Linked DNA regions of Sus scrofa: regions 1 and 3 are each linked to region 2. The links are chromatin contacts, called in public HiChIP or PLAC-seq and promoter capture Hi-C maps. All regions are on one chromosome and are shown on one strand. The core of a region is the stretch at or near the end of the contact, and the rest is flanking DNA. Distances in the headings are between cores, read along the strand shown. Region 1 holds the start of POLD3 (polymerase (DNA-directed), delta 3, accessory subunit). Region 2 holds the start of XRRA1 (X-ray radiation resistance-associated protein 1). Region 3 holds the start of RPS3 (ribosomal protein S3).

Region 1 (3,596 bases), core at 581-3,080, 370 kb after region 2:
AATTTCCAATCTGATTAAAACAGTAATAAATTGTACTTACTGGAGTTCCCGTCGTGGCGCAGTGGTTAACGAATCCAACTAGGAACCATGAGGTTTCGGGTTCGATCCCTGGCCTTGCTCAGTGGCTTAAGGATCCAGCGTTGCCGTGAGCTGTGGTGTAGGTCACAGACGTGGCTCGGATCCCGAGTTGCTGTGGCTCTGGCGTAGGCCGGTGGCTACAGATCTGATTAGACCCTAGCCTGGGAACCTCCATATGCTGCGGGAGCAGCCCTAAAGGACAAAAAGACCGAAAATAAATAAATAAATAAATTGTACTTACTGTTTGGCCTGATTAACATGAACTCCTAGTGTATAGCTCAGCCATTTGTATGTCACCTGCAAGAAGAAGAAATTTTTTAAATGTTTTATGATGACTCCAGAGTGAGGGTCAGTCCCAAGGGCTCCTCAAGATTCTTACTCTCAGATGATAATGCATTATAAATTACATTAGATGCCACCCCAGTTTTGCCAAGAGCTGTCCGTCTGGGCAGGGAGGATCACGGTATTTATCTTGCAGATACTAAGAAGTTTGTATCGCAGATCAATTCATGCAAAAGAGTCTAAAAAGAAAGCCTGAATATACATAGGAAAAGCTCTTACTTTCCTCACACTCCTTGTTTTACTAAGCCCCCCCCCACATTCTGCCTTTTTTTGGGCCACCACCAGAAACTATCTTCAAACTCAACCGGAAGCCAGGTTACTCTGGACTGTATGACTCCAACTTCTGAGGAAAGGTGCAGCCATACAAACATTAGAGCGCCCACAGGTGGTGCCGGGTCAGGTAATGAGTGAAGTGGTTGAATAGTGTATCAGGGGTGAGATTGGGAACAACTGGCATCAAGCTTTGTTCCCCCTGCCATCCCTCCTTGACCTCTCCTGTCATTTGCCACTTCCTCCCAACCTGTCGAGTTTCCAACAATCAGAAAACTTACAAAGGTTAGGCAAAAGCGGTGTGATGTGGAGGAAATCACTAGCAAGAGACAAATCTAGGCTGGAAAACTGATTATCCCTTACTAACCGCAAGCAAAGACATTATCTGGTCCCTCTGCTTCAACTGCCTTTTGTAGGGATACTTCCACCGACTTCTAGCGGGTCGCTGTAAAGATTAAACGCAGTCATGTGTATCCAAGCTCACAGCAAGCCCTCAATCTTCCCGATTTGCGAAACGCACTCACATTCATCGTCTCACTTGAATCTTGACTCTAACCCTGCGAGGCAGGTCAAACCTCTATCAACACCAAACTTCCGGGAAGAGGAAAACAACGGACGGTCGGAGGGTTTGCACAACTTATCACTTAACCCGGCTAAGACACAAATTTCCTCAAGGGTAACTTAGGACTTCAAACTTGTCAGACAGGTGTAGAGAGACCTGAGAAACGCTATCAATGAACGCTCCTCCCTCCGCGCCTGACCCCCGCGGCGCGTGGTCGGGGCGCAGAGCCCAGCACGCCCACCCCAGGGACGCGGGTTCGCGCGACAAGGAGAGCTCCTCCCCGGCGAGGCCTCGCTCGCTCTGGGACACTAGGCACGGGGACGAGACCCCCTCGGCCAGTCCCCACCCGGCCACACGCACAGGGGTCAAGGCCCCCGCCGGCCTCACCGGGCCCAGGACCCCAGTCGCGCGCCCGCATCCCCCAGCCCGAAGTCCTCACGATTTTGTTCTGGTCCGTGACGAACTCGTCTATATTTTCCAGATAAAACTGGTCCGCCATGGTGCCGCCGTGCCGGGCCCCGCCGCCTCGGAGCTCCCCCGCGCCGCCACAACCGCGGCTCCCGCCGGCGGGAAACGTCTCTTTAGCCCCCCACGTCCCGGGTCGTTTCCCACGGCAACGGAAGCGACGCGCTACGGCGGCCGCCGAGGGTCAAACGAGGCTCGGAGACGGCGCTGGCTGAAGTAGGCGGGGCTAATAGGAGCGAACGGAAGTGAGGAGCCGGGGTGCGGGCGTGCCCTGCAGGCGCTGTCTGTAGAACCTTGGTTTCTACTCTCAGCTCTGCCGCTCGGTGAGCAACTCAGGGCAAAATAGCTCACCTGTAGGAGCCGCAGTCTTTCCACTTGTAAACTGATAAAATAATCCTTGCCCTTGCATGCGTGTATTCAACAAGTATTAAGTACCCCATCTATTCCAGGCACTTAGGCACTGGGACACAGCAGTGAACAATAAAGACAGAAATAAACAAGTATTTTAGTAAAGTCCTCCCAGCTGTGATAAAGTACTGCCTGTTAGAATCTCAGAATGGAGAAATTAGGGAAGGTTTTCCAGAGGGGATGAGAGAGGGGAGTGTTTGCTGGGAAGAGAAGGAATTTCATTATGGCTGGAATGCTGGGAGAGGGCAATGAGAGATGAGACAGAAGAATCCAAAGGATGCTGTGCCTTCCAAGTTGTGTGAGGGGACACGTGAACTTTATTCTCAAGAAGTTTTCAAATTGGGGAATTCCAACTAAAATGTCTCCTAACATCAGCTAAAATACCCTTCAGCATAAGCCAGTGAATTTCAGTAGGGCAGCCTAATGGATAATGGAGCAGGCTCTAGAGTTAGACCTGGGCTTTGAATCTTGGTTTTGATATTTGTTGTGTGGACTTAGGTAAGTTATTTAACCACTGCAAGCCTGTTTCCTATCTCTAAGATGGAAATAGTAATAGCACCCTCTTCAAATGTTGGTTGCAACATGCATTTATTCAAGGTAAAGTCAGCCAAAGCCCACTAAGGGCCAGGCATTGTTCTGGGTGCTGGGGTACTGGAGATACAGCTGTGATCAGTATTACACAGAGCCTGTTCACAAGTAGCTTCCATTTTCTTGGAGATTTTTTTTTTTTTTTTTTTGGCTATTTTCTTTGCTCTTCCATTATAGCACTTGCATTAATTCTGTACCTCTCCTCTTGTCTCAGTCATTTAGACTACATGGAAATCCATTGTCTATTTTTCTTTTTTTTTTCTTTTTTTTGTCTTTTTGCTGTTTCTTTGGGCTGCTCCCACGGCACATGGAGGTTCCCAGGCTAGGGGTCCAATCAGAGCTGTAGCCACCGGCCTACACCACAGCCACAGCAACTCGGGATCCGAGCCGCGTCTGCAACCTACACCACAGCTCACGGCAACGCCGGATCGTTAACCCACTGAGCAAGGGCAGGGACCGAACCCGCAACCTCATGGTTCCTAGTCGGATTCGTTAACCACTGCGCCACGACAAGAACTCCTCTTGGAGATTTTTAAGTGAGGGATAGTAGAGCCTTAAAATAGGGTACATATGGAGTTCCCGTCATGGTGCAGTGGTTAATGAATCCAACTAGGAACTATGAGGTTGCGGGTTCGATCCCTGGCTTTGCTCAGTGGGTTAAGGACCTGGCGTTGCCGTGAGCTGTGGTGTAGGTTGCAGATGTGGTGTGGCTGTGGCGTAGGCTGGTGGCTACAGCTCTGATTAGACCCCTACCTGGGAACCTCCATATGCTGCGGGAGCGGCCCTAGAAATGGCAGAAATGCCAAAAAAAAAAAAAAAAAAGGATATGTATTGGAAATTAAGAACTAAGTGACTTTTTTTTTTTTTTTTTTTTTTTGCTTGT
Region 2 (3,799 bases), core at 1,145-3,644:
ATTTTTCTAAAACCACTATCTATAGATATATGCTATCTATATAATGGTTTTAGAAAAACTATTCATATACTATATGTATATAGTGGTTTTAGAAAAACGATTGACACTCTATTATATGTATATATATGTGTATACATACACACACACACATATACATATGGCTTAAAACCCTTCAACAACTTCCTATGCCTACTTCAAGCAATACATCCCCTCCTCCATCTGGTTTTATCTACTTGCCACTACAGGTCTCTTAGAGAACAGTCAGTCAACTCATTACCTAAGAAACACCAAGCATGAGGCACCCACCATGGACCTTTGCTCAAGGACAATCCTCCCTGGTAGGCAGTATGTCCCTGTCTCTCTCAAAATAAGGTCACAGCTCCACTCTCAAACATGAGGTCTTTCCTTGGGGGCAGTCACTCCCTCATCAGTTAGATCTTAGGGATCATTCTCTCTCTAACTTCTGTAAAAGGAACAGATGTAAATACCAAATACTTTTTTTTTCCCTTTCTTTTTTCGCTGCCCTGTGGCATATGGAGTTCCCAGGCCAGGGATCAGATTTGAGTCGCAGTTGCAGCAACACCAGATCCTTAACCCACAGTGCCTGGCCAGGGATTGAACCTATGTCCAGTGCTCCCAAGAGGCCACCGATTCTGTCATGCCACAGCAGGAACTACCCAAACACTTCTGTTTAATATTTTGGGTACCCCATGTCCTATATGCAGCTATATTGCGTACTGATTTCTTTTGTCTGCCATCATGCTTCTCTGTTAGATACTACAAGTTATAGACATCTTTCACCTGTATTATCTCATTTGATTCTCCCCCAAATCCTAATATTTCAGGTGAAGAAAGGGAAGCTTAGTGAGGTTAACTGACTTGTCAGTCTTCATACAGTTTGAAACTAGCAGAGCTATGTCAAAGCCCAAATCTTATGATTCCCCAAATCCAGGTTCTTCCAATAATGCACCAATGCCGTATACTTTTCAGTAATCACTGCCTTTGAAGACTGTCCACACTTCATGTTTGCCTACCATGTGTTACACACAGAGAAGTCTGAAAGCTGTTTTCAATTAAAGTAAACAATCCTGATTTTTCACTCTATTAAAATAAAGACCCCCTGTGTAACATTCCTTATCAAACTGGCCCAGGGCCCTAAAATGAGAGAATTGGAAGGAACCTTAGGGTGGATGAAGACTAACTCCCTCATTTTACAAATGAGGAAACAAGACACAGGGAAAACAAGCATATTTCAAGGTCACACAGCTAATTAGACGCAGGCCCAGTACTAGGACCCAGATCTCTACACAATTGTTACTTTCAAAATGCTATGCAAAGGGCAGGAAGGGCCTACCCCGAGAAGAAGTTTCCTTTTTTTTTTTTTTTTTTAATTTTTTTTTTTTTAAGCCCTTGTTGCTAAGACTGCATTTAAAAAAGAATAAAGCAAGAAAGAGAGAAACAGAGAAAGACTGGATGGGCGGGGCGGGGGGAGAGAAGAGTGAACAGGCAGCAAGCTCAAGAATCTGATTCACCTAAGGCACTTGGTGGCAGGAAGAGAGGGGAAAGGGTAGGGGGTTGGGTGAAAAAGGCGAGAGAAAAAAGATAAATCTTAAAAGCTTCCTGTCAGCATGTAGGTCAAGTTCAGTATTCGGGGTATCACAACAAAACGCCTAGAAACTTTAGTAAGCAAAAGGCCAAAGGCACTCTAGAATCAGTAGCAAAACTCAAGTGTGGCGGGGAGTTTGGACACCACTGACTTCAAACAGCTGCCTTCATTTAGTCGAGATTCAGCTTTCCCTGTCGGTGAAACGGGCACACTGAACAGTGGCCCCGAGTACCACCGAGGAAAAGCGAGGGCCGCAGGAAATGTGGAAATAATCAAATTATCCTAAGTAGCAGCAGTGGCCGAGGTTAAGGACCAAAAAGGAATGAAGTCCTAAAGAGGAGAGAGCCCGAGTCTGAGGTGCGTAGAGAGCTGAATACAAGGGCCCGTAGGGTCCCCGAGGTGGGCCAAACGAGGACTCCCCTAGAGAAGCCGCATAAGAAAAGGGGGGAGAGGATGGTGGGCTCGCCGCCTCCCAGGAGTCCCCAGGCCTCGGCTGTCCCCAAAATCCGACTCCTCACCTTGTCCAACAAGCCGCTACGGCTACTGCCCGTCCCGCAGCTGGGACCGCCGCCAGCCCCACTACTGCCTCCGCCACCACCGGATCTCCCACCCTGAGCAGCCGCCGCCGCCATCTTTCCTGCCTGTGCGTCTCCCTCCCCTCCTACTTGTCCGAAGCTGATTGGCTGGAACTGGCGGCGTGGCGTGCCGCGCGGAGTACATCGGGACCCGTAGTTCAGGGCTGGCTGACGCGAGGTTGCCAGCGGAAGTGGCCGCGGGGCTTGCTGGGACTTGTAGTAATCAGAAGCTCCAGCCATCGGTTGCCGCCTACTCGGCCAGCCAACGCGTCGCGGTTACTAAGGGTTGGAGAAGGTAGTGGTAAGCGCCACCGTGGAGCTACTCCGAGATCCCCGGGAGGCTCGCCGAGCTGCCCGCCTGACCGGGACGTCGCCCCCGCGGAAACCTCGGAGGCGGAAGCGACGCCGGAGGCAGGTGCGGCTGGAAACTTAGTTTCATATGTAGAGTTTCCCAAAGAAGCGAAGGAGCTTGTCTTTAATCCTTTTCTACCCCTGTTACTGCCCTTACCGGTTCTTTGGTGACTGTCATCTTAGCTGTTAGTATTGTTTTCGTATTTTAGGGAACTCACATTCATTGTCTTCTATCTGCATTTGTAGCCATGCTCTCATTTAGTCCCGTAACAGACCAGTCAGAGGAGGATACTAAGAAACTTAAGGCCAGAGAGCATGTATCAGAACCTAGTTTAGAAGCCGGGTTTTTTTGTTTTGTTTTGTTTTTGTTTTTTACATCAAACCCGTGTTATACTCCCTTTGCCATTGACTGGGGTCCTTGAACCCTCTAATCAATAGAAAATGGTAAGAGGCCAGATGAGAAATTCAGGTGAGGCTTTATTGGGACTCCTGCTTTAATGCTATGGAGCAAAAATAAGAAACAGGTGCTCCCTGAGGGAAGGAGGCAAGCTGGTCCCTTAAATGAGATGAAAGAAGGGGAGGAAGGGATGGCTCAGGTGGTCTGCCTACTGCCTTGGTGGTGCTGGGATTATGCCCAGTACCCTCCTCACTCTTGGCACCTCAGAAGTGGCAGTTGGCTTATGGCCTTTTTGTGTTTTATTGTTCATAATTTGCCTCAACTGTGCTTGCATGCAATTATGTTTTGTTCCTTCTTGTTTCTTTGTATTTTGTTGCTCAAGGCGATGTCTGTCCAGGTGCAGGCACTCCAGTAAAGGATCCCAGATCCCAGCCTAACTCACCTTTGCCACTCTGCTTTTACAGCTTTAGGACACAATAATATTATAGATTTTTATTGCTTTTGTTTACACAAGTATTTGTTGAGCACCAACATCACTGGAAACTGTACCGAGGAATCCTAGGGGATCCTGTCCCCTACTTTCATGGAACTCCTACTCTAATGACCTAGAGTTATCATATAACAGGTCTTAATACACTATGATTTAGTACACTGCATTATTAGTTGTTTGTTTTGTCCCCATGAATTCCTCATATGTGTCCAAATGACTGAACAAATGGAGTACATACTCTGGAGTGGTCACTGTTCTGGTCATGAGGGACAGATCGCTGAGTAACAGGCAAAATACCTGTTTTCATGAAGCCAACACTCATGTGGTCATCATTATTACTAAAGTACTAGGTGCAATTTCTTCACTTCTGTGAAGCAATC
Region 3 (3,852 bases), core at 189-2,688, 340 kb before region 2:
TAAATGCAGTTTAAAAAAAAAAAATCACATATTCTAAGGTTCACTGGTTGTCCCAAGTTTGCAGAATAAACCATCTTAATGCCAACAACAATTATGGGTGACGGCCTGGAACACAAGTTTTTACCTGGTGGCCAAGATAATGATTTCTGTCCTAGTTGGTGTAACTCGAACTTCAACTCCGGAGTACCCATCTTCAGCCAGCTCCCGAGTAAGAAATTCATTCAGTTCAGCTTTGAAGATGCCATCAGCGACAAACTAACCAAAGAAGGAAATTCAAAGTGAGGACATGGGTGCAGGCTCACTTTCCTAGTCCAGTCTTTCAGCCAATGCAACCTTCATTAAAACTCAACACCTCCAACAGAGGACCCATCATCAATCATATTATCTGTGTTCCAGAAGGAACAGAGTAACCCTTCTCAGACAAATGCCTCTAGGTCATCTTTTGGAAGTCACTTTGACCCAGGGCCCTTTGAACTGTGCCACAGAACGCAACACAGAGCAGGGGCTACCTGGTCAAAGAGAACACCTCCAGTCAGACTCGTCATCTTCTCGTCATTGAAGGGTTTAAAAACTGTTATTAGCATGTACCCACGCTAAACAAAAGCAGCTCTAAAACGACCCATTTAGAACTAACTCAGCACAAGTGAGACACTGTTTGCACCCAGGGAGTTAAGCAGCCTCACCTGTAAACACAGTTCGGCTCAGCAGAAGACGCTCAGCCACTTTAATCTTGCCTTAACTGTACCCACGTGTGTTTCGGAAAGCTGGCAAATCCTCACTCACAAAAGCGTGTGGATTGCACTGTAACACCAACGTTATGTACTCACAAAATGACAAAGTGCCTCAAACCGAACGGACTTCACACAGTTCTCTCCCATGGAAAGATCAGTTCAGTTAAACTCGAGGAAGCGTTCTTCTCAGGTCCCCGCCCTCCCTTTCCCCAGAACTTTTCCTTGGCCCCAAGTGGAAAAAATGCCAAAAGCCTTCTCAAAACTGAGGTCTGTGAGGCAGAAGGCTGCACGCAGAAACGATTAATGAGAAGGCAAATATACTGCTACCTCCCTCTCCCGAAGCCCCGCTAAGATGCGGGGAACGGCTCACGGCCTCAAACACCACACGTTTCCTAACGGTACGGACTGACCAAGAAATGCTCACAAGCGCCTTCTCCGGGGCAGGAGGGGCCCCCGGTGCTCATCTCTGCTCTCCGTCCAAACCATCTCCGCCATACTGCGCCGGCCCGGCTCGGGCCTGCGCTCCATCCACCTCCATCCTCGGCCCTCGGGAACCCCACGCGGCCCGCCGCCAGGGGAAGAGGAAGGAGCCGCGGGCCTCGCGACGACCCCCAGAAAAGCTCCTGGCCCGCGCGGCGCCACAGCTCCTGGCATCCGGGCCCCGAGATCTCACCTTCCTCTTCTTGGAAATCTGCACCGCCATCTTGCCGCCGCGCGCAGCCGAAAGAAAAAGAAGGGGCGAGTGGCCGGAAGTGCGTATAAAGAGCGCTGCGCGACGACAAAGAACTGCGCGACGTCGACGTCTGTGGGCGCTCAAGGGAAATGTAGTTTTTACTTCCGGGAGGCGGTAAAAGAGAAGAGTAGCGTGATGGAGACACCTGTAGGCAGAAACGCGAAAGGGAGGAGATCAAGCGAAACGTCAAAACTGTCTGAAAGAAGTGGATGAATTAAAGGGACATACTGTGGACCTGATGTGTCTTGGTGATGGATTGAGGCTGAGGGGAGTTGAGAATGATGTTGCCGGTTTCTGACTTCAGGGCTGGATGTTAGTGACCACCCTCACGGAGGTGAGGAAACCAGGAACAGGCTTTTTTCTCCGTGTGTCATCTCCTTCTGGCACTTCCTCCAGGATTGGGTCTCTCCTAGTTGCTCCCATCACCATAACAGTCATCTCACTGGGTTGGAATGACCTGTTTATATATTTCTTCCACTACTGTAAGCTTAGGATACGGCCTGGTTCAGGCCCAGTGTCAACAAAAGTTTGAATAGCAAACAAATCAATGCATGGATTCTGGTTTTCGAATTGTTCTTGGTACTGTGGTTCAGATGAATTTGCTCACAAGTGCCATATCTTACCCGGGAGGCCCACAAAACCGAGTTGGAGAGACTCAAAGCTGAGGATCAGACCTCGGCAAGTTCTTTGCACCAACGTCACGTCTGGAGTTTTCATGGTGGCTCATCTGCTGTCTCTCCCCAGTGACACAGAGGATGCCTGCCTGGGTATGGTTCTCTGGTCCCAGGAAAAAGCCCATGAAGGAAGCTTTTATCTTTATCATCATAATGCCTTTTATTTTATCTATTTTAAGAGATATTATATTACTCAGAATAACACTGTAAAAATACTAGTATCGGACATTCCCACTGTGGCTCAGGGAAAACAAATCTGACTAGCATCCGTGGGGACACAGTTTTGATCCCTGGCCTCACTCAGTGGATTAAGGATCTGGCGTTGCTCTGAGCTGTGGTGTAGGTCACAGCTGCAGCTCTGATTCGATCCCTCACCTAGGAAACTCCAGGTGCCATGGGTGCAGCCCCAAAAAGCAAAAAAATTAAAATTAAAATACATGCATAAAAACATTTAAAAAGAGAAGCAAATTAAAACAACACAACACTCTTCTGGTTAAGCAAACATTTCAGGACACATGTTTTCAGATTTCCCTCCAGGCAGTGAGATGTCCTGTGGCGAATGGTGTGCACTTTCAGCGTCACACAGATGGGGTCACTGCCGTGCACAGGTGCCATGGAGGATGCTCTGTTCTGCTGGGAGGGTGCCAAGGGAGCAGACAGCTTGGTCAGAGGCAGGGCAGTGGGGAAAATGATGAAGCCAGCTCAATCAGTTTCATGTCTCAGTGCTACTATTTACAAGCTTCAGGCAAGTCACTAAACCTTTTTGTCTCATATTCTTCATCTGGAAAGTGCTCATTAACCTCTGAGGATTTCTGTGATTGAATTAGATGGTGGCTTTAAAGCACTCAGCATAGTGCCCAGCACGTGGAAAGCATCCGTTATATGGGACAGATCATCACTGCTTTTAGTGCAAATAAACACCTTGGCATTTTGGTTTCAATGTTTTTGGTTAGGGTGAGTCATCTTGCCATCACTAACACGTGGGCCCACACCTCTGCTTTTTGCAGAAGCCGCTACACACCAGCACCTTCCATTCTCACACATGCTGGGCACTATCTGCTGTGGGTAGAAGGATGATACCGCAATAATGCTTAAGGCAGAGAAATCAAAAGAAAGAGGTGGGGAAAACTGAGTCAGAGACCAGACACTGGAAGAAGAAAGACTTGGCCAAGGGAGAGAAAAAGACCAGGGAGATCTCCACTCATCAAGCTTTTTCCAAGGGTGTAAGATCAGCATCTGGTTTGGAGAGGTGGGGGCCAAGGACAGCTGTATCAGGGACCTGCCCGGGGCCATTACGGGCTAGGAGGGAGAGGGCAGGGGCTGGGCAGGCAGGTCAAAATGACCAGCTGAACCTTTCCTGGGCGTGGATGGAGGAGGCGGGTTACCAAGCCCAGCTCAAGGAGAGGGACACAGCTGGAATACCAGAGACAGTAAGTTTGTCCAATTGATTTTATCTGGGCTTTTGTTTGGTTGGTTGGTTGGTTGGATTTTTTTGTTTTTTGGTTGTGCCCATGGTATGTATTGGTTTCCGGGCCAGTGATCGAACCCATGCCGCAGCAATGACTGGAGCCACTGTAGTGACAATACCAGATCCTCAACCCCCTGCACCACAGGTGGGTGGCCAGTTGATTTTTTTGTTTGGTTTGGTTTGGTCTTTCTAGGGCCGCACCGGGGCATATGGAAGTTCCCTGCCAGGGGTCCAATCTGAGCTGAA

The links. Promoter capture Hi-C pulls out the DNA fragments that hold promoters and counts their contacts. HiChIP or PLAC-seq counts read pairs in DNA pulled down with a chosen protein or histone mark.
Region 1: a contact with region 2 is called in an H3K27ac HiChIP or PLAC-seq map of alveolar macrophages. The contact joins the promoter of POLD3 here to the promoter of XRRA1 in region 2. A contact is called at or near these places in 1 of 5 promoter capture datasets (liver) and 1 of 2 datasets of contacts at active chromatin or transcription factors (alveolar macrophages).
Region 3: a contact with region 2 is called in a promoter capture Hi-C map of liver, with 10 times the contacts expected there. The contact joins the promoter of RPS3 here to the promoter of XRRA1 in region 2. A contact is called at or near these places in 1 of 5 promoter capture datasets (liver), 7 of 47 Hi-C or Micro-C datasets (heart right ventricle, liver, psoas muscle and 2 more) and 2 of 2 datasets of contacts at active chromatin or transcription factors (alveolar macrophages and skeletal muscle).

Annotation. Positions count from the first base shown.
Region 1 is chr9:8,904,725-8,908,320 of Sscrofa11.1, reverse strand. POLD3 (polymerase (DNA-directed), delta 3, accessory subunit) reads right to left here and starts at 1,830. Exons shown (of 14, transcript NM_001244235.1): 1 at 1,692-1,830; 2 at 320-375. The coding sequence starts at 1,751.
Region 2 is chr9:9,279,288-9,283,086 of Sscrofa11.1, reverse strand. It overlaps XRRA1 (X-ray radiation resistance-associated protein 1), which reads left to right and starts at 2,394. Exons shown (of 19, transcript XR_002335534.1): 1 at 2,394-2,596. It overlaps SPCS2 (signal peptidase complex subunit 2), which reads right to left and starts at 2,570. Exons shown (of 5, transcript XM_003482563.4): 1 at 2,125-2,570. The coding sequence starts at 2,421.
Region 3 is chr9:9,622,861-9,626,712 of Sscrofa11.1, reverse strand. RPS3 (ribosomal protein S3) reads right to left here and starts at 1,438. Exons shown (of 7, transcript NM_001044601.1): 1 at 1,405-1,438; 2 at 125-255. The coding sequence starts at 1,434.